Regions from separate parts of the Mus musculus genome. Here regions 1, 2 and 4 are each linked to region 3. The links are chromatin contacts, called in public HiChIP or PLAC-seq and promoter capture Hi-C maps. All regions are on one chromosome and are shown on one strand. The core of a region is the stretch at or near the end of the contact, and the rest is flanking DNA. Distances in the headings are between cores, read along the strand shown.

Region 1 (5,045 bases), core at 1,560-4,059, 590 kb before region 3:
AGGGTTATTGTGTCCGTCAGCATTAAATTCCATAGCGTGAAACAAACAAACAAACAAAAAAAATGGAAAGGATAACACTTAAATAAGACCAAAATATCTGTCTCTGTCTCTGTCTGTCTCTCTGTCTCTGTGTCTCTCTGTGTGTGTGTGTGTGTGTGTGAGAGAGAGAGAGAGAGAGAGAGAGAGAGAGAGAGAGAGAGAGAGAAAGAGAGAGAGAGAGAGAGCTGGCAGGGTCATCCCACATCATTAAGGACCTCAGCTCCATCTCCCTGAGCATCTCATGTCCCACGTGCTGCTGAGGATCCAGGCACTGAGTCAGCATCCCGGGCGACTGGAAGGGGCAGAGGAAGCAGAGTTGTGCACTTCCACTCTTTAAGATGTCTTAGAAGTCCTCATGATGTTCAACTTTCGTTAGCCAAAAAATTAACTGCATAGCCGTACCTGTGCAGGAGGCATGCTGGGAGATGTGGTTTATAGTAAGTACACAGACATTACGACAAAATGAGGGTTCCGTTTCTAGGGGACTTTAAAGGGTTTTAAAATAATATGGCTTAATTTTTACCTGATAATAATGACCCTTTCTTAGAAGTAGCTAAGACGAAGTTTCTGTTGTGTGGTGGAACGGAGCATAATAAAGAGACTGTGTAATGAAAACTAGATTATTTTTTCCTTCTCTGCCTGAGTTCATAGCTGACTCCCAAGTGGGAGAAAGTCTTGTTTCTTGCCTGCATACATTAGTGCTCTGGGAAAGGGCTGATGGGGGAGCACAGTATGACTAGAATAGCTAAGGTTTTATTTATTTTGTATGTGCATGTGTGTGTATGTGTGTGCATGAAACTATACATGCATATATACACGCATGCATGCCATGCGTATGGAAGACCCAGGACAACCTCCGTTTTTTTTTTTTTTTTTTGGTCAGCTTTTACCTTCTACTTGTTGAGACAGGGTTTCTCTTGTTTCTCTTGTAGCATCCTCCAGGCTGCCCCGGAAGCTTCCAGCTGCCTTACCTAACCATAGGAGTTCTGGGATTGCAGATGTGCACCCCTATATCCAGCTGTTTTCTTTCTTAACATGGGTTCCAGGGACCAAACGCCAGTCATCAGGTTTGCATGGCAACTGCTTTTACCTACCAGTCCATCTTCATGGGCCTTTAAGGTTTTTTTTTTTTTTAAGATTTATTTATTATACATTAAATACACTGTAGCTGTCTTCAGACATCCCAGAAGAGGGCATCAGATCTCTTTATAGATGGTTGTGAGCCACCATGTGGTTGTTGGGATTTGAACTGAGGATCTCTGGAAGAGCAGTCAGTGCTCTTAACCTCTGAGTCATCTCTCCAGTCCCTGGGGCTTCTAAATTTTTATTTAGACCACGAATCATTTTTCCCTTGGGCACAGCTGTCACCAAGAGAAACACTGAAAACAGAAGCTAAGACTTTGAAATGGAGAAAACAGTTCCCTGGGCAAACGTAACCAGTGAGGCTTGAAGAAGTGCTGGGCTCAACAGAGATGCAAGAGACAAAGACATGAAGCCAGGGGCCTTAGAAGAGAGGACATTGAAGAAGTCTTAGGTCCAAAAGGACAGTAACCAGGGATCTGGAAGACTCTTCTGTTCCCTCTGGGATGAGCCTCCTACTGCACAAAATGTTTGTCAGCCATTCTCCTAAAAGGGCATTGTGAGAGTTCCAGGTGACTACTTATGGAGTACGGAACCTCGTTCTATGTTGCCTCTTATCTACCTAGCTAACATTACATCAAGTGCCTCTGGAATGTACCACACAACCCTTCATTCCTCTCAACCGTAAGTATTTCTGAACTGCCCACCACCGTTACTGCAAGTGACTCACAGGAGTCCAGTGTCTTCCTCGCGGGACAGAATTCCATCATTGTTTCCTTTGACCTTTTTCTTGCTACAGTCTGGTATATTTCATAGGAATAATGAAACCAATGCCTTCTAATTTCCCTTCGAAATACTCTTTGGAATGAAGGCAATCTAGAAAATGATTTGTGAGGGTTTTTCTTTCTGCCTAATTTTAGATGCGGTTTTATTTGAGAACCATCTGCTAATGATCCTGTGGATTTTCCTGGAGAGAAATCTCACTCTCAAGAACACATCTGTAGTGTGTGATGCTCAGACGGAGTTTATAGTTCTTATTGAATAAAGGTGTTTGTCAAGATAGAACAGCAAGGCGGTGAAGTTGAGAACTAGGACAAACCAGGCAGGTCACTTACTACAGCAAAGATGGGGACTCGAAGAGATGAGGCCTTCCGATAGGACATGATTCACATGGGTTTTAATCTTTTTGGCTTGCCTAGTGTGAGAATTATTTGTGATGTTCACTAATATCCCCTTTGGAGATCAAAGGAAGTTAGGTGCGATTGTATAATTTCTTTGAACCCAGTAAACAATGAGCAGAAATGAAGTGCTTCACTTCCACTTTATGAACCAGGATGGTCTTCACCATGTTACCTGCCTGCCGTCATAGCAACAGACCACATACTAGATAATAGGGGTTCCACGAACTGAGGAAAATAAGGAGCCAAGTCAGGACAATGTGGGGCAGAGCTCCACACGATACGCGTAGCCAGAGCGAAAGCAACCTTTCTTGTTTTGAGCTGTTGAGAGTTAGGGTTTGTTGGTGTGAAATCACCCAACCTAGCCTTACCAGGTAAGATGGAGCGATGTCATCATTCCCATGATGCACCTCTATGCATGAAGATGTAAGAGGACCCAGAATGCAGAAAACCAGAATACTGCTCCATAAAACATTCCAAGTTCTACACCTCATAGCTATTCTTTCTTCTTGGCTTATATTAGGGATGGGGGATGTAGCTTATCACAAAGAATGAGTATTTGGTGGCTTCTCATTCTTGGAACCATTCTGCAGGTAAGTGTCTGGGGGAACTTCATCCAACCCTCTAGTTAAGAACATAATGAATGAGATTATTTTTAGGAAGTCCAGTGCATTGTGACCTCAACCACATCACCCCGTACTTACACACCAGTACATGTGTGGCCATCTTTGGTTTCACTGGAAGCTTTTTAATTGAGATAATTCTCCAAACTTTACAAGATTTCTATCTTTTTAATCCCCACCATGGCAAGCTGGGCTTCAAAAACAAGTCCTATCATTGGACATTTCATAGTCATAGTGGTCAAATGAGCGGGCAAGCTTCATGGAGTAGTAAGAGAGTCTTTGTGATCTTGGGTAAGCTACTTAACCTCTCTGAGCCTAAGTTTCCTTCCTTCTCTAGGTAATAGGGATATTAGTATTTCTTGCCCCCCCAACCCCTGAGTTATTATGGGAATAGGTCATATACATCTTGTGTGGTCCATAAAAAACCTAAGTCTTAACTATATCTGACCCATGGACATCTAGAAAGTTCAGCTCAGCCCTTTTTCTTCCCTAGAACAGTAAATTCAAGAACTTTTTAGTCTGCCACATAGTGGTTTTTTGGGAAAGATGTAAAACTATGGCCCTGCCTCCCTCACAAAGGTTTTAACCCACGTGAAAACACAGACAGATGGGCAGGAAAGTTGGGGTATTGTTAACAGTTTAGGAGATGTTTTCCAACTCCCCTGCTGAGGGCATAGATCCAGCTGGGGGAAAAATATCCTTTAAAAGGCTGGACTCATTTATGCTTTTTCCATCTTAAACACTTGGACTTTTTCAGGTTTACAAAAATGCTAAAGCTTAAAGGAGAATTACGAACTGCCAAGGGACTGAAGAATGAGGTAAGGCTCCCAACTGCCTGCTCACAAGAAAGAGAATCTTTGTTGAAGAAGGGATTGCTTCCAAGCTCCATGGTTCCAAATTCTGGGAATAAGCAGCATGAAACACCATGGGGAGAGCAGACATCACAACATAGATTTAAGAGCCCCAGTTCGAGCCTCAGCCCCTCTGGGTCCACACCTAACAGTGGAGTGACCTGGACCATGTTGCGCACCTTCCCTGAGCCTCCTCAGAGAGAGTACACATGATAAGCACATATTTCCATTGCTTACCAGGAAGTTTATCAGGTACTGTGTACAAAAAGCACCTAATGGACACTTTATATATTTTTTAATGTATTTATTTATTTAATGTGAGCACTCTGCTACATATACATCCGCAGACCAGAAGAGGGCATCAGATCTCCTTATAGATGGTTGTGAGCCACCATGTGGTTGCTGGGGATTGAACTCAGGACCTCTGGAAGAGCAGCCACTGCTCTCAACCACTAAGCCCCAGACATTTCCTAGTAATGCCAACATTTCACTTTATCTAGTAGGGATCTATAAAATGGAGTTTTCTGCTTTGTATAATAAAGTGTTGGCCAAAGTCTATGTATGTATCCCTCCATTGTTCCCCATAGGATGGAAAAAGTCCATTGGGATAAGTGTAACAATGTCTCACGTGGCATGTGCTTTCGCCAAGAAGTAAGCTGCTTCTAAAACCAACACTTCTGCTCCTTTCCTGCTGTGTTACTATTGCCACAGGGCACTTGCTGCTAGTTTTCCCTGGGAACAGGGGCCTGGTATACATTTTCTAGGCTTTTTTTTTTTTTTTCATTTAACATGTCTTTGGAACATCTTCAATGTACCAGGCCTTGTTCTGGAAGTTCGAAAAGTAAATGACATAAAGGTCCCTGTCCTCCTGGGCCCTCCCCTCTAGCAGAATAGCCCCTCAGGACATGATGGCCCAAAATAGGAGGGAACTACGAAGTACCAACAAAAAGCATCGGCATTCCACAGCTAGCCAGTATCTACCACTGACCCGCATGCCTGTAGGTATTGGTGATAGTTAAAAGTGGTTTTCCATTATTTGTTGAAGATTGACCTTTGTCCTTGGACAAATCATTTCCCAGAGACAGTTAGCTGGGGTTACCATTTGACTACAAAGTTACCTTAGGAACTACAACTCCAATTTTTTTCCAAGCCTCCTTCTTCAAGTCCCTAAAGGCCAAGAATGCTGCCATTTTGAATCTTAGATGTTCTTAGCTCTCCAAGAGCTGCTGAGTCATGAGCTTAAGTTTGACACAGCTCTCCCTAGGAATATACGT
Region 2 (4,874 bases), core at 1,839-4,338, 980 kb after region 3:
GCCCAGACTGCACCCAACAAGGACGTGCAGAGGGAAATTGCTGACCTCGGTGAGGTAGGAATGGCTTCGCTCTGTTTGTTTCTCCCTGTGTTTTTAAACTCTTTGTTTCTTTATTTGTTGTGCTTTTTAAAGACAGAGTCATATTCTATAGCCCAGACTAGCCTGAACCACACTATACCGCTCAGGCTGGCTACAGATTCGCAGCTGTCCTCTGGCCTCAGCATGTCTCTGCAAAATGAGCCACATGTTGGGGACTGGGGGTGGTGGGGTGTCGTCAAGTTCTTTGTTTGAGAAAGGATATCATGCCATCCACACTGCGCTCGAACAGCTCGTATTCTGGTATGCTGGGCTTCCTTCCTGCACGTCTTTGCAGGCTGTACTCAGAGCTGGTAAGGACCAGGTCTCAAGGAAAGCCCTCTTTATCTTGCTACTTTCTGTCCAGTGATGGCTGCTGCATTCATTAATATAGTGACTAGTCTTAAAGCCAGCAGGTATCTTTGTGTTTTTCTGTTTTCTCAGACTCTGGCCATGGAAGACTTTGGTTCAAAGACAGAAGGTGGGGTAGGGTAGAGTGGGCTTGAATTTCACCCTACCTCCTATTAGCCCAGACCCCAGATGGTCTTCTCTTCTGGTTCCAGGCCCTGGCCACTGCAGTCATCCCCCAGTGGCAGAAAGATGAACAACGAGAGACTCTGAAGTCCCTGAAGAAAGTCATGGATGACCTAGACCGGGCCAGCAAAGCCGATGTGCAGAAGCGAGTAAGGCTTGGCAGTGCCAGCAGCTGGATGAGCGCCCAGAGGTTTTCCTAGGCAGAGGCTGACAGGGCTCAGAGTCTGGTCCCTTGGCCTAAGCCTCTCTCCTGGGCTTCTTGTAGGTGTTAGAGAAGACAAAGCAGCTGATTGACAGCAACCCCAACCAGCCGCTGGTCATCCTGGAGATGGAGAGTGGAGCATCGGCCAAGGCAAGCCGCGAGGGCCGGGCTGCCCTCTAAATCTGGGCTGTGTGGTCACTTAAGGCCCACTGCTCAGTTCTAGAGTTAGGCTGAGCCCTGGAGAGATCCGGTGGCCAGAGAAGGAGGAGCTTCCTGGGGGTAGGAGGCCGACCTCAGCCAGGGTGTGGGCAGGGTCCTGCCACTGGTGGGCTCCTGGGAACAGCATCTGCTGGAAATGGGATGGTTCTCTGAGGGCTGAGTTCTCAGCTTCCCTTGTAGAAAGCAGGGCTCCCTTGCCAGTGACCTAACCTGAGGTTCTCCCCACAGGCCCTGAATGAAGCGTTGAAGCTTTTCAAGACGCATTCTCCTCAGACATCTGCCATGCTGTTCACGGTGGACAATGAGGCTGGCAAGATCACGTGCTTGTGCCAGGTTCCCCAGGTCAGAACTTCCCACAGTCCCAGTCTAAAAGCCTGCAAACCCGTATGCCAGTGGGAAACCCTGCCTGTGGCTCCTCAAGGAGGGCTTCTTCACAGCATTTGCCAAGACTGTTTGTGTGCACGCAGTCCTCACTAGAAACTGTTGATCTGTCTATCATTTGTCGCCTCCTGCGGCACCTTTACCCCTCGGGCTTTCTTTTGGTGAAAGACTTCACTCCTGGCTAATGCCTGGCTTTGCTCTCTGTCCTCACTTTGGCAGTAGCCATAGCTGCTCTCCTGTGCCAGCTATAGTGTTAGTCTGTGGTAGCATCACACATGATACAAATGGATGTTGGGGGCGCCTGCCATTCCCCCCTCAATCCCATTCTGACTACCATTTTCCCCTCCTATCTCCTAGAATGCAGCCAACCGGGGACTGAAAGCCAGCGAGTGGGTCCAGCAGGTTTCAGGCCTGATGGATGGTAAAGGCGGTGGCAAGGACATGTCCGCCCAGGCCACAGGCAAGAACGTGGGCTGCCTTCAGGAAGCACTGCAGCTGGCTACCTCCTTTGCCCAGCTCCGTCTGGGAGATGTGAAGAACTGATGGGAGGGAAGCCCTCTCGGGAAAGCAACTCGCCATCAACCAGACATGTCCGAAGGCGGGAATTCAGCCAGGAGCTCTCCTCCCGCCACGAAGACATTGGAGTCATGGGACCTCTCAGCAGCCCTGTCCGTCCTGATCCAGCGGTAATGGGAACACGCCTGGAGCTGTCCTGTGATTCATTGCCCCCCTCCATTACTGCTCTGAGCCCATTCATGTCAGCACCATCTGTCTAAAATCACTACCCAGGAATGCTTTTTAACGTCATGATCACATCTAGATGAGGTCACTCTGCCAGCCTGAGGCTTTAGGTCTGCAGAGGAAGGAAGCCTTTTCTCTGCAGAAAATAAAAAGGACCATGTGCAATACTTGGTGATGTCATGCGCTCTGCTTCTTGTCCTGAGGTGAGCCCTGGCTCCTGTATATCTGTTACGGTTCCAGCCTGTTTCTGGTTGATGGTATCACCGAATAGACTCCCAGACTCCTGAAAGTTCAGGAAATTCAATAGAAGGGTGGAGGAAAATAATTCTGAGTTGCTTCCAGTGGAGAACCACTGTTCTTAGTCTCTTAGGACAACCTCCACCATGCCTGTCCACATGCCTGTTTGAGGCTGCTGATATGAGGTCAGACAACTGATATAGGCAGTATGAACATGTAGGTGTGTCCTACTAACTGCCCCACCCCTACTGCTTTAACCTAAAGTAGGTTCAAGACCCTGGCCCAGCCCTAAAATGCAATTTGTATGAATCTACAAACAGCAGGGTCTGGAAGCAGAGATACTGTCTGCTTATGACAGTTCCTCAGAGTGTTAGAAATATCTAGTTGTACAAAGAGAGATACCGTCCATTTATTAAACAAGTGTTGAAGCAGCCAGAGGACTAATTGCACGAGTAAACAAAAACCTCTCACCTTGGGCAAGCTTATGTGAAACAGTCTGAATGCAAACTTCTAGGAATAACAACAGATCCGTTCCTTAGGACTAGCTAAAGTACCAGCATAGGAGTCCAGCTATACCTCGCCGTTCTTCCTCCACTCCGCTAGGTGGCAGCGCGCACACCTACCGCTCTCCCGATAGGCTCTGCGCGGGCGCGCATCTTTAAGCGAGCGGAAGAGCCGGGTGCGCAAGGGCAGCCCAGCAGGCGGAAGTAGCTCGCACGCCGGTAGCCGCCATGCCGGGAGACCATCGCCGCATCCGCGGGCCGGAGGAGTCTCAGCCGCCGCAGCTGTACGCGGCCGAAGACGACGAGACGCCCGCTGCTCGCGACCCGACGCGGCTCCGCCCGGTGTACGCGCGCGCCGGGCTGCTGAGCCAGGCCAAGGGCTCCGCCTACCTGGAGGCGGGCGGGACCAAGGTGCTGTGCGCCGTGTCCGGTCCGCGGCAGGCCGAGGGCGGCGAGCGCGGCAGCGGCCCTGCGGGAGCGGGCGGGGAAGCTCCCGCTGCCCTCCGGGGTCGCCTGCTCTGCGATTTCCGCCGCGCTCCCTTCTCCGGTCGCCGGCGTCGCGCGCCCCAGGGCGGCGGCGGGGAGGATCGCGAGCTGGGACTGGCGCTACAGGAGGCTCTGGAGCCCGCCGTGCGCCTGGGGCGCTACCCGCGTGCTCAGCTCGAGGTGTCGGCGCTGCTGCTGGAGGACGGCGGCTGTGCGCTGGCCGCGGCGCTCACCGCGGCCGCGCTCGCCCTGGCCGACGCGGGAGTGGAGATGTACGATCTGGTGGTGGGCTGCGGCCTGAGCCTCACCCCGGGACCCTCCCCGACCTGGCTGCTGGACCCCACGCGGCTGGAGGAGGAGCACTCCGCGGCCGGTCTCACGGTGGCCCTCATGCCTGTGCTCAATCAGGTGGCCGGGTTACTGGGCAGTGGGGAAGGCGGGCAGACTGAGAGTTGGACCGATGCTGTGCGCCTGGGCCTGGAGGGCTGCCAGCGCCTCTACCCAGTGCTGCAGCAGTGTTTGGTGCGGGCTGCCCGCCGGAGGGGTGCCGCCGCCCCACCCTGATTGGAAAAAACCGGAGCGACGAGGATTCGAGGACTGCTATCGCCCTTCTCTCCCTAAAGGACCAAGCGCTGATGGTCGCCTGACTCCGCAGAGCTGAGAAACGAAGAGTGGGGCAGTTGGGCGCACAGAACCAAAGCACTGGACAGCTCTGTTGGAAAGGTTTAAAAGGCCGTTGGAAACACGATCCAGTTGGAGAGATTTGAAAGCAGCCATACTCCCAAGTTGGAAAGGACTTGGGCTGGATTTACCTAGTAAATGAGATAAGGGGCTATGGTCTTGTAGGAGATGGACCCAGTGCAGGCCAGCCATTGGCTCCAATACATAATAAACTGATTCTTTTGAGAGGATGGACCAGGGGACTTTGCCTTCTCACTACTCAGAGTAAAACATAAAAACTATTTTATGACTGGAAATACATCTGTTGTGTTTTTTCTTGATACTAGAGTTAGAAACAATGCTGTTCTGAACTGGGTGTGTGTTGAGTCTGTGTTTTCAAGGGCTCCGAGTCATTACTGCCTTAAGTGTTCATATTAGCCCACTGTAACTAAGAAGGGGTGATGTGCTTTGTAGGAGAAACCTCGTGCCCTGGAGCATTGTCTGGGGCAGCTGCTGAGGTGATAAGTCTGAGGAGACTCCAGGACAGCCAGGGCTACACACAGAAACCCCTGTTTTTTGGGGGTGGGGGGAGGGAACTGGAGAGAGTTAAAAGAAGTTCTGGTGCCCCCCTATCCTTTCCTTTAGGACAAAATCATGTCTAGGAGTTGGGTAACTGAAGGATTATGCTCTGGAAGGACGCCCAGTCCCATCCTGGTGTCCTGTCCAGGCTTGGCTCCTGGCACTAAGGCTCAGTGCAGCAATGGACTACTCAAATGGGGACCACCTAAATACTGTGGCATCGCTTACAGCCTGGCTATTCCATAAGGCAGAGCGGG
Region 3 (4,855 bases), core at 1,291-3,790:
CGCGGGATGGTTTTCCTCTTCATAATGCTGGAGTCAGATTCCTGGAATTACTACATGTTAAAATGTGTGAACATGCATGTGTGAGTCCTAGATTCCGGTCAAGATTTTCACTTACATGAATGACACACTAACAAGTCTTCTTCTGTAATATATGTATGTGCATGTATGATCCCTGCTTTTTGGAACTACCAGAAAAGACAAATAGTTATGTAACTATGAACACTAACTAAGCAAAAATGTGCCAAAAGCTGAGAAGTACAGGGTGCTGTAATGGCATATAAGTGGGGGCTCCCACCTTGTTCTGGGTGGTTGGAGAAGGCTCACTTTCTGTGAGGAGTGGGATTTTAGCTGATGTTTCCTGTAACAGGAAGGGTAGGACTGGTAAGGAGAAAGCATTCTGTGCTTGTGTGCAAGTGCAGGAAGAGCAAAGAAAATGGGTGTGGTGAGAGCCAGGAGGGTACAGCAGGATGGGGACGAGCCAAGCTGGAAGGAAGAAAGAACTGTGTTACCAGAGTCAGGAAGGGGGTTCATTTTCAATGCTTGAGAATTTCATACACACATGTAGTGGTTTTGACAACCTCCATTCCCTCTCCTCTATCCAATCCCCTCCCCCTCCTATCTCTTTCCCTCCAACTTCATGAGTTCTTGTTAGAACTCACTGAGTCCTCTTAGTGCTGCTAGTCCTGGAGCATGGGTAGGCTCAGAGGGACCACATCCCATTCCCTGAAGAAAATAGACTCCCCTTTCCCAAGCAGCCGTCAATTCTCAATAGCTCCTCAGTGAGGAGTGGGGTTTTGGGAGCATGTCCAGGAAGGAGAATTTGTAAAGAGGGTCCAACCCAGTAGCTTTTAGTACTGTCTAATGTCCCCCAGGGTTCATTCTGGGACTTTGTGTGGGGTAAGTTTTGTTTTGTTTTTTTGTTTTTTTTTTAACCTTTGATGGTGATGGTGAGGGGTAGCATTGTGGGTGAAAGTCAGAAGTGCCACAAAGCCGACGATGTAAGACAGTCTTGGCTACAGAGGAAGACTTGCTAGTGTGTGACTAGTCATTTATGTAAGTGAAAACCTTGGCCAGAATCTAGGACTCAGACAACGCGTGTAGCAATTCCAGGAATCTGACTCCAGCATCATGAAGAGAAAAACCATTCTGTGTTTCACTCAGAACTCTGTCAAAAGAGCATTCACCGTTTTAGATCATGCTCTTGTGATTTTTGGAAACACCAGCGAAAGACAGGAGCTCTGTGGCTCTGACATCCGAATTCCATGTGGGACAATGGCAAATATGTATGCCATTAGACCAAAGTAGTGTTGTTACTATAAATCATTTTCATGTATCCTCTACTATGTATTACTTGTGGGTCTCTAGGCAGTGCCAATTTTCAGTTCCCGAACAGAAGTCATGTCTACAGAGACTGACTCATTGAACTATAGTGCTGTTGAGATATTGGAATGCTACAGGTGCCAAGGCTAGCTAATTATCTTATTTTGGGCCAGTGTTACCACTTTGAATAACCATTTCTTGCTTATTTTTCTGTAAGAACTAACATCCTGTAATATAGATTAAACACCTGTTGGGATCTTGTAACAGGCCATTGACTTCCACCAACACAAAAGCCAAGAAGGTTATCATATAGCATCCATCTGAAATATAGAAAGGCGACCCCTATCTTGCTGTACCGACCTCTCTGATGCACCCAACCAATATATCTTTTTTTTTTTTTTTCTTCTTTTTTCTTTTCGAGACAGGGTTTCTCTGTGCAGCCCTGGCTGTCCTGGAACTCACTCTGTAGACCAGGCTGGCCTCGAACTCAGAAATCTGCCTGCCTCTGCCTCCCAAGTGCTGGGATTAAAGGCGTGCGTCACCACCGCCCGGCCCAACCAATATATCTTAAACTTTGATTTAGGACTTTTTTGATCTGTAAAACTATAAAACTGCTTCCGCGTTGGAACGTGGAATTTGGGGCAACCTAAATCTGGGCTCCTGGGCTATGATCACTTAAATTTGGTTTGAGAATAAACTATCTCTTATCCCCTTTAAGGTAAGAGTTGTTTTCTTGTGTCAACAGCAGGTAGTTATGAATTTCATGGTAGGAAATCAGGTTGTTGTTGTTGTTATTATTATTATTTGTCCTGGTTTTTGAACCCAGAGTGCCCGAGAAGCAGTGTATCATTAAGCGCCATCTCCAGCCTCAGCTTCCAGAACAACTGCAATCAAGGCCCAGCAGCAGGCCTGCATGACATTACATAACATTTATTTTTAAAGTGGACCCTGGGTCCTCCAGCCTGTGACGCACTGGCACAGTCCACCTGCTGGCACCTCCAGCTTTACCAAGACATAAACTCGGGTGGCCTTTCTCGGGTGGGTCTATCCAGTACTCCAGGAGTAAGGGTCCTAAGACATCAGAACCCATGGCCCACGACAAAGAGCTTGAGTCCTAGGCGACAGAGAACCGCAGAGGCCAGGCGGGCACCCCAGAGAGGGAGGGGGCAGCACTCCTAGAGGGGCGGGGTCGGGCCGGTGACGCACTTCCGGCCGCGCGCGGACCGTGCTGCGCAGGTGAGTGCGGACCCATTGCGGTTCGCGGTGTGTCTTGGCGGACAGCACGCAGGGGCTCCCGCAGCCAGCCTCGCGGGCCACCAAGTCTCCGTGTCCACAGCGGTGACGCTTGAGTGGCGACCATTGTCAGACCCAGAAAACTCAGCAGGTGGCGGATCGGGGAAGCTGTGTCACTTCACAGAGGGGTAGCTGCGTGCGGGGGCGAAGCGGCTCGAGGTGACATCGCAGGTCTCTTGACCCGCCGCGGCCCTGCAGGTGTGTACTGCTTGTCCCGGGCTCCAGGCAGGGTGAAGGGCGCGGGGCCACCGCAGGGAAAGCAGGGCCACTTCTCAGCCGTTGGGGACAGAGCGAGCTTAAGGCCTGGTCTGCTGCATCGACGTCAGGCCCCACACATGCACACAAGATGACGACATGGCAAGAGTACACACAGACTAGTTTCAGAATTGCTGCTATTTCATACCCCGTAGAAGGCAGTGCGACATTTGGATGGATGCAGGTCTCTTACGGCTATAACCGTAGCCAAAACACTTATTTTTCCAAGGTGGGGAGCAGGGAGAGACAGAGACAGAGATAGACACAGAGAAAGAGTTTTAAGAGAAAGAAAAGTAACGGATGCTTACCTATGCGCAGCCAGATAAGAACGAATCTGGTCCTTATGCTGCATCCATCAGTGTATTCGTTCTTCATCTGACTCTCAGACTCTTCCCACCCTCAGATGTAACAACTATTTTGAATTTTGTGTTTACCACAGCCTATTTTTTTAAAAGTGTATACATATGCAACAGTTTAAGCTTTGTTGTTGTTGTTGTTTTTGAGTACTTGGTTAATTTCTAAGTAGTGTCTATGTCAGCTGGGTAAGGTCCAGCTATAAAAACAATACAGAAGCTGTATTTTCAGGGGATGGGTAGGTTGTTTTCAGGCTGGTTATGCATCACAAATAGTGCTGACGATGGATACTTTGTGCATGTCTCCTACACATGAGAATATCCATAGGAATACATTTTTCAAGCTTTTTTATTCACAGGCAATTTTCATACAAATGTAGAATGCATTTGATTCATTTCACACCCCCCCTTCCTGGGCACCCCCTTTGTAGACATTTTTAAGATTTGATGTGGATATAGAGTTTTCCAAACACATTTGGCATCGAGTGTTCCTGGTCAAGGGTTAATTCTGAGCCAGAGGAAAATTTACAGCCTGATAGTTTTTTAATTGCCAAATAAGTCATAATGAAAATGGCTGGGGAAACTCCTGCAATTTGAAGAGGTAGAAACATTTAAAAATCCTTTTGTAGTCTAGGTTTTTCAAGATGTAGAACGTAGGACAAAGGGTTTTGTTTTGTTTTGTTTGTGGGAATTTAGCTATGAGTAGAATATAGTCGCCTGGACAGAGTGAAGGACAAAGATAGCAAAATAGAAAAAAAATATAGACAAATTAAATATAACAGTTCAGTTGGGCAAAGAATGATTGACACCACAACAACTTGTAAGACTGGGGATGCCATGGGGCTGGGTATTTATAGACAGGAGAAGACCTGTACTGAAGAGCTAGCTCAGTTGGCTTGTGCCTGGAGCTTGCCTTATTTGAACCTAGTTTGATCAGCCTGGCCACTATGATTGGCTGAGACTCAGTTCTGAAGTTAGGTTTTGAATGTGTTTATATACTGAGTTAGGTTGCAATTCTCTACAGGTCAGGACTCTGGTATATGAGTCAGAAGGCTTTCTTAGGCCAATTTAGTTTGCTTTAATAAAGTGCATACAAGGTTGCCTTACCAGCTTTGGCCCTCAACAGGTTCTGTCTTGCAGGGTCTCTGAGGAGCCTTGGAATCTCAAAAGATGTCCTTCTAGGGTTAATGGGAAAAGCACTTACCTATCAAATCCTGCCCCCTGATGGTCAAGGGCGGCCTCATAGATGTTTATTTGCCTGCAGTCTGCTACAACAGGCATCTTAGAATATGGGAGAAGCCAGACAGCAGGAATGATGTAGATGTGGTATAAGTCCTTGTGAAGGTTGCTTACAGCTTTGTAAAGCTGGTCTCTGCCTAGGAGAACTGCAGAAAGCCTCCACTTGGCATAGCTGATCCAAAGTGGACAGGTTAGCTCGAGAACTGAAAGGCAGCCTGATACCTCTCTTATTTTAGCCAAGCTTTCTCAAGGTTAGCTTAGGCCATGGATGAGACCTGCACAAAAGCCTTAGGGTTCATTTGTTTCTTTGTGTGCATCCCCCCCCCCCTCCTTCCCCCATGGTTTGTTGAGACAGGATTCCTGTGTGGTTCAAAGTAGCCTTGAACTTTGAATTC
Region 4 (5,045 bases), core at 1,135-3,634, 840 kb after region 3:
GTGAAGTTGAGCTGCATAGGAATGACTTTGTCCCATCCCATCCACCCAACCACCCTCTCTCCTTACAGCCTGTGATGGAGACACCGGTGTCAACAAAGCAGAAAAAAAAAAAAATTCCTGAGTCAGTTTTAGTCAGGGTTCAGTGGTTCTGTTAGTCACTTGGCTGCTTGCCCACAGTGTTGGGAGAACTTACCCTTTGCTGCAGGGTGAATGGGGTGTGTTAGGTTGAAATAGGGGAGGCTAGAAACTGAGCTTTCTGACTCAAAGTAGATATTTACCCACCTTTTCAAAAATGAAGTTAGAGGCTAAAGGGTAAGGATGAGTTTTAGTTAGAAACAAACCCTTGGGATAAGAATTTAGGGAAGATGGCTGCCAAGATGGCTCAGCGGTTAAAAGCACTAACTGCTCTTCCAAAGGTCCTGAGTTCAAATCCCAGCCACCACATGGTGGCTCACAACCACCGGTAAAGAGGTCTGACGCCCTCTTCTTGTGTGTCTGAAGACAGCTACAATGTACTTATGTATAATAAATAAATCTTTGGGCCTGAGTGAGCGGGGCCAACCGGAGCGAGCAGAACCACATGAAGGCTCACAACCATCTGCACAGCTACAGTGTACTCACATACATAAAACAAACAAATAAATCTTTAAAAAAAAAAAGAATCGAGGAAGAGAAGAACCTAGCTTGCATTTGTGCAGCTGTGCTTTAAAAGGAGGGGGAATGCGTAGGTGTCACGCCTGGCTTCTTGGTATGTCAGCTGACAATGAAGTTAGAATTTAGCTTCTCGTAGAGGCTTGGAGATAGAATGCCTAGCCTTCCTGATGACTGCATCGTAAAGAAGTAGGGTTTTGGTCTGTGAGATTCTCCTGAGCTGTAGTGTTGTGCCAGGAAGCATTCGTGAATCCCGAAAAGACTATCAAGGAGCCAAATCAGATGCAATCGCATTAGAGTCTCTTTATTTAAGCTTGAGCTCCCCCCCCCCCCCTGTCTCTTACCAACGCTGACACAGTAGGAAAGTGGAGCCCTGAACCTAGTTTCAGGCAAGCATTTTTAGAGGCAAGAAGTGGGTCTCTAGTCTGGTACACATCTGATTGGGGGGGGCGGGGGAGGGACGACGGGCGGAATGATGGCCTTTAATGCTGGAAGTCAAACCATAAACTTAACTTCTGCTTTCCTCCTGATTGGTGGTTGTTAGAAAGTGAAGTGCCAGGGGGCGGGCTTGTAACCTGGGGGGTGCAGATTTGTTGGGGAGTAACCTGGAAACCGGTGCTAGGTACTGGTCTGTTAGTTTACTCGAGTTCAATCTTAGGTCAGGCTTTCTGTGATGGAGTCTGAACCCAAAAGATTCATTGCAGGGTGTGATGGCTCAGTGTCCATAATAACAACCCTCAGGAGGCTAAGGCAAGAGAATCCATCATGGATTCCAGGCGGGCCTGCCTGGCTTACAAAGGGAATTTACGACTACCTTGGGTTACATAATAAGAGAAAGAACGAACACACTTAAAATTCTAGGGTCCCAGAACTAATGAACCAGAAGTCGTTTGAGTATCATTGGTCAGTCAGAGACATTTGGAGACTGAATGTGTCATCAATTAGGAACTTCCTAATGGTTTTGGAGCTTGGTTTGAAAGTTGAGGAAAGGATTGCCTAACACTGATGTGGATAAATATTTAAAATGTGTGCATGTTACCCTAGAGAATAGGCATCTAAGAGTCAGAAGTCTGAAGTCAAGAGATGCCCTAATGGATAAAGGCTGTAGGGTGCCTACAAGCAAGACAGTTTGCAATGTGAGGTGCCCAGTCACATAGTGGCAAACCCTATTTCCACATCGCTGCTGGTGCCCCTCTTTTCAACAGCCTGGACCTAGTGCCCTCACTGCAGTTGCAGCTTGCTGGGCCAGGGCATGAACCCAGCTGGCTCAGGTCGTGGCTCTTGGCAAGAGCAAGTACAAACAGTTCCCTTGAGCTGGGCTTGGCCGCAGTTGATCACAGTCCTGTGTGAGAGGCATCCTCAGCTTACTCGCATCCTTTGATGAACCAGGTACCAAAGCCCGGCTGGGGTACCGCAGACTGCACCTCCCAGGCTTCAGCAGCCCAGAGTCGCGTGGCTGTGAAACTGAAGAATACGCCCCTTAGTGCTGTGCCTTAACCCTCTAAATCCGGACAGAACTACAAAGACCATGAGCCCAGATATGGGAGTGCATTGCTTTCTGGGAGCAATAGTCCTATATGCAGAGCGATGCTGGCGGGTCCTGCCAGGCTGGACTACATATCCCAGCATGCCTGAGCGAGTGGTGGTGGGGGAACAGGAGGGAGGGGAGAGCCCCGGAGGATGTGAATGGGGAGGGGGCACCCGCCCCCTTCCCCCACCCTTCCCTTTAGCTTGGGTAGGGGTGGGGGGAGGGGCCGGGCTGAGCTGCAGCCGCGGCGCTCCGGGAGGGCAGGGCCAGGCAAGGGCGGGACTGGCCCGAGGCTGGCGGACTGGAGAGCGGTGAAGCTAACGGGTCCAGGCGCGGGAGGCGGCGGCGGCGGCGGCGGCGGCGGCAGCGGCGGCAGCTCTCTGCACGGGCGGAGGCGGCGGCAGGAGCGGCAAGCATGGCCCGCGCGGCGCCCAGCGCAGACTGAGGTGCGCGGGCGGGATGAGAGAGGGCGGGATGCGGGGCTCCCCGGGCCCCGTGCTGCCCCTACCGTCTTCTGTGCGGGCAGCGGGCTTGGCCCAGAGGCCCAGATCCAGCGGGTCCAGCCCAGCAACTTCCCTCGGGTCTGGGCGCCGTGTGGGCGGGGGTCCGATTGCCTTGGCCTCGATCGGGATCCCCGTCTTCTGCTTCTGCATATCTAACCACTCCCAGTCTTTCAGGCACTCCTGTAACACTCCTTGCTGGCAGCCCCCAGCCTCAGCCTTTGGAGTTCTCTGTCCTCGTCCACACTTCCACACCCCAGGTGTTGGTACTTCCAGCCCTAGGGCGCTTGGGAACCTGCTCCATCCGGAATCCCCTGCCCCACTTCTCCTGGTCACAAGCTGTCTGCACCATCTTCACTTCTTTCCTCTACCCTTCGGCCTTTCCCCCACCTGGCACTGACCCCTAGCCACACTCTGTGGCCTAGTTCTCTCTAATAAGACCTGACAGCTTGATCCCCTTCCTACTTTGGAAAAACTGAGGCATGAACCCACCGGAAACTTGGTCATGGTGTGCCCGTCCTCTCTGGACGCTGGCCTGAGCACTGTCCCTTGTCCCTCTTGTTCCTTCCATCCTTTGCCATATAAGACACGTTACTTCCCTCCAGTCATGCCCCTGTGACTGAATCAAACTTCCCAGCCCCATATACAGCTCCAGTGTTCCCTGTTTAGTTCTTCCACTACTTCTGTTGTCCCTGCTTTGCACAGCCCTCCACCTGGAAAGGAGTCTCAGTCCTTTTGCTGCTCGTTCAAGTTAGCCTTTCTGCTTCTCTCTTGCCAACTGCATCCATCTCCTCCCATGTTGCCTCTTGTTTTTCATCTGTGTACTAAGAATAATTCAGGGACCCCTGGGACCCCTGGGAAGTAGTCAGTCATTCCTTGTCAGTAACCCATACTCCTGTCTACAAATGTCTAGAAACTGTTTGGCCATCCCGTCCTCATGCTTGGTGGGCTCAGAAGTGTGGGTTGGAAGGGACCGTTTACCTCTATGAAGATGGTGACATTGAAGGACTCTGGTCATCATTCTAAGCTAATCTGACTCCTGCTGCTAACTTTGGAGGAGGGTTGCCCCTTCTGGGGGATGGTGTGGGGGATGCCTGCCTGAGTGCTTTGTGGAAGAAGGTACGGTGCCTACAGGCGGTGATCTCTTGTTTAGTTGTGGTGATTCTGAGTTGAAGAGGGATGGAGGGTACACAGACTTGACTGCATAATTCAGTTTTTGTTTGTTTGCTTTCTGTTTGTCTTCCTTCAGCCGGATTTTCCTTTGGGTCACACTTTCTTCCCCTGTCTCCCAGTCTCCCAGTGGGGAAGGGAGGGAGGGAAACCCTGTGAGCCATCCAGGAAGGAGGAGATTCTTCAGAAGTTTGTAAGGGTCCTGAGTGAGCAGTCTTGATCTGAACCAGATGGTTGTCTGCTTCCACGAGGTCCCGCCCATGCTCCCTGCCCCCCTTGGCTGTGAGTAGGATGCTTTTAACCTTGTAACTTGAGATTGGAGAAGGGAGGCCAGGAGGCCAACTGCGTGAATGTTTATATCCAAATGTGCAAGCTTGCCAGGGGCCTGTGGGAGTGTCGGTGCCCCCAGAGACCACTGTAGAGTTCTGTGGCCTGCTGATAAGCCCTAGTCACTTTGAGAGCCCAAAAAGATAGAACTAGTTTTGAAGCCTGTAAGAGTCACCCTGAATCAGGCAGGGTGGCCACACCTGTTATGCCAGCAGCATTCAGGATAACTAGAGGATTACCATTTCAAGGGACCCTAGGCTATGTAATAAGATCTTGTCACCAAAAGGGGGGTGTCTTTGAGATGTACTCACCAAACAAGACTGGAGACCTGAGTTCAACCCCTGGGACCCAAATAAATTGGAAGGAGAGACTTGACCCCATAAACGTTGCCCTTTGACCTCAACACACAGGCCACAGCATGCACAGCTCTGTCTTTTGTGCCCTCATATGTATCCCTGTTTGAGCTCTCCCTTTAAGCCTGGCGTCAGCTTACCGTTCTGGTTCAGGGTGTGGGGGAAGCAAGGCAGCTTGGTTCTTTCCTTAGGTTGAGTTCTTTTTCTCAAAGGCTTGTCTCATTTTTCTATGTGTGTGTCTGATCATGCGCGGGTGGGTGCCAGAAGAGGGTGTTCACATGCGTAGGAACGGGAGTTTCCGGTGGTTGTAAGGCACCTGATGTGGGTGCTGGGAACTAAAGTTGGTCCTCTGCAAAAGCAGCAGGCTCTCTTAACCACTGAGTAGTAGTAGTAGTTGTTGTTGTTGTTGTTGTTGTTGTTGTTGTTGTTCTTCTTCTTCTTCTTCTTCTTCTTCATAGCAAGCAGGAGATAATATAGAAAATTCGGTGTGAGGAAGAGGGTGGGACATGGATTTCT

Evidence for each region. Promoter capture Hi-C pulls out the DNA fragments that hold promoters and counts their contacts. HiChIP or PLAC-seq counts read pairs in DNA pulled down with a chosen protein or histone mark.
Region 1: a contact with region 3 is called in a promoter capture Hi-C map of liver, with 2.1 times the contacts expected there. The contact joins the promoter of Pmfbp1 here to the promoter of Zfp612 in region 3. A contact is called at or near these places in 2 of 39 promoter capture datasets (liver and pre-B cells).
Region 2: a FOXA1 HiChIP or PLAC-seq map of pancreatic cancer cells shows a contact between it and region 3. The contact joins the promoter of Exosc6 here to the promoter of Zfp612 in region 3. A contact is called at or near these places in 1 of 39 promoter capture datasets (liver) and 1 of 115 datasets of contacts at active chromatin or transcription factors (pancreatic cancer cells).
Region 4: a promoter capture Hi-C map of liver shows a contact between it and region 3, with 2.0 times the contacts expected there. The contact joins the promoter of St3gal2 here to the promoter of Zfp612 in region 3. A contact is called at or near these places in 2 of 39 promoter capture datasets (cranial neural crest and liver).

Annotation. Positions count from the first base shown.
Region 1 is chr8:109,491,218-109,496,262 of GRCm38.p6, forward strand. Pmfbp1 (polyamine modulated factor 1 binding protein 1) reads left to right here and starts at 2,810. Exons shown (of 21, transcript NM_019938.3): 1 at 2,810-2,890; 2 at 3,678-3,738. The coding sequence starts at 3,688. It overlaps Gm39246 (a long non-coding RNA gene), which reads right to left and starts at 2,764. Exons shown (of 2, transcript XR_879182.3): 1 at 2,669-2,764.
Region 2 is chr8:111,053,251-111,058,124 of GRCm38.p6, forward strand. It overlaps Exosc6 (exosome component 6), which reads left to right and starts at 3,089. Exons shown (of 1, transcript NM_028274.4): 1 at 3,089-4,414. The coding sequence starts at 3,121. The coding sequence ends at 3,942. Aars (alanyl-tRNA synthetase) reads left to right here. Exons shown (of 21, transcript NM_146217.4): 17 at 1-54; 18 at 639-758; 19 at 875-961; 20 at 1,259-1,372; 21 at 1,769-2,319. The coding sequence ends at 1,954.
Region 3 is chr8:110,077,194-110,082,048 of GRCm38.p6, forward strand. Zfp612 (zinc finger protein 612) reads left to right here and starts at 2,541. Exons shown (of 5, transcript NM_175480.4): 1 at 2,541-2,811.
Region 4 is chr8:110,917,481-110,922,525 of GRCm38.p6, forward strand. St3gal2 (ST3 beta-galactoside alpha-2,3-sialyltransferase 2) reads left to right here and starts at 2,385. Exons shown (of 7, transcript NM_009179.3): 1 at 2,385-2,625.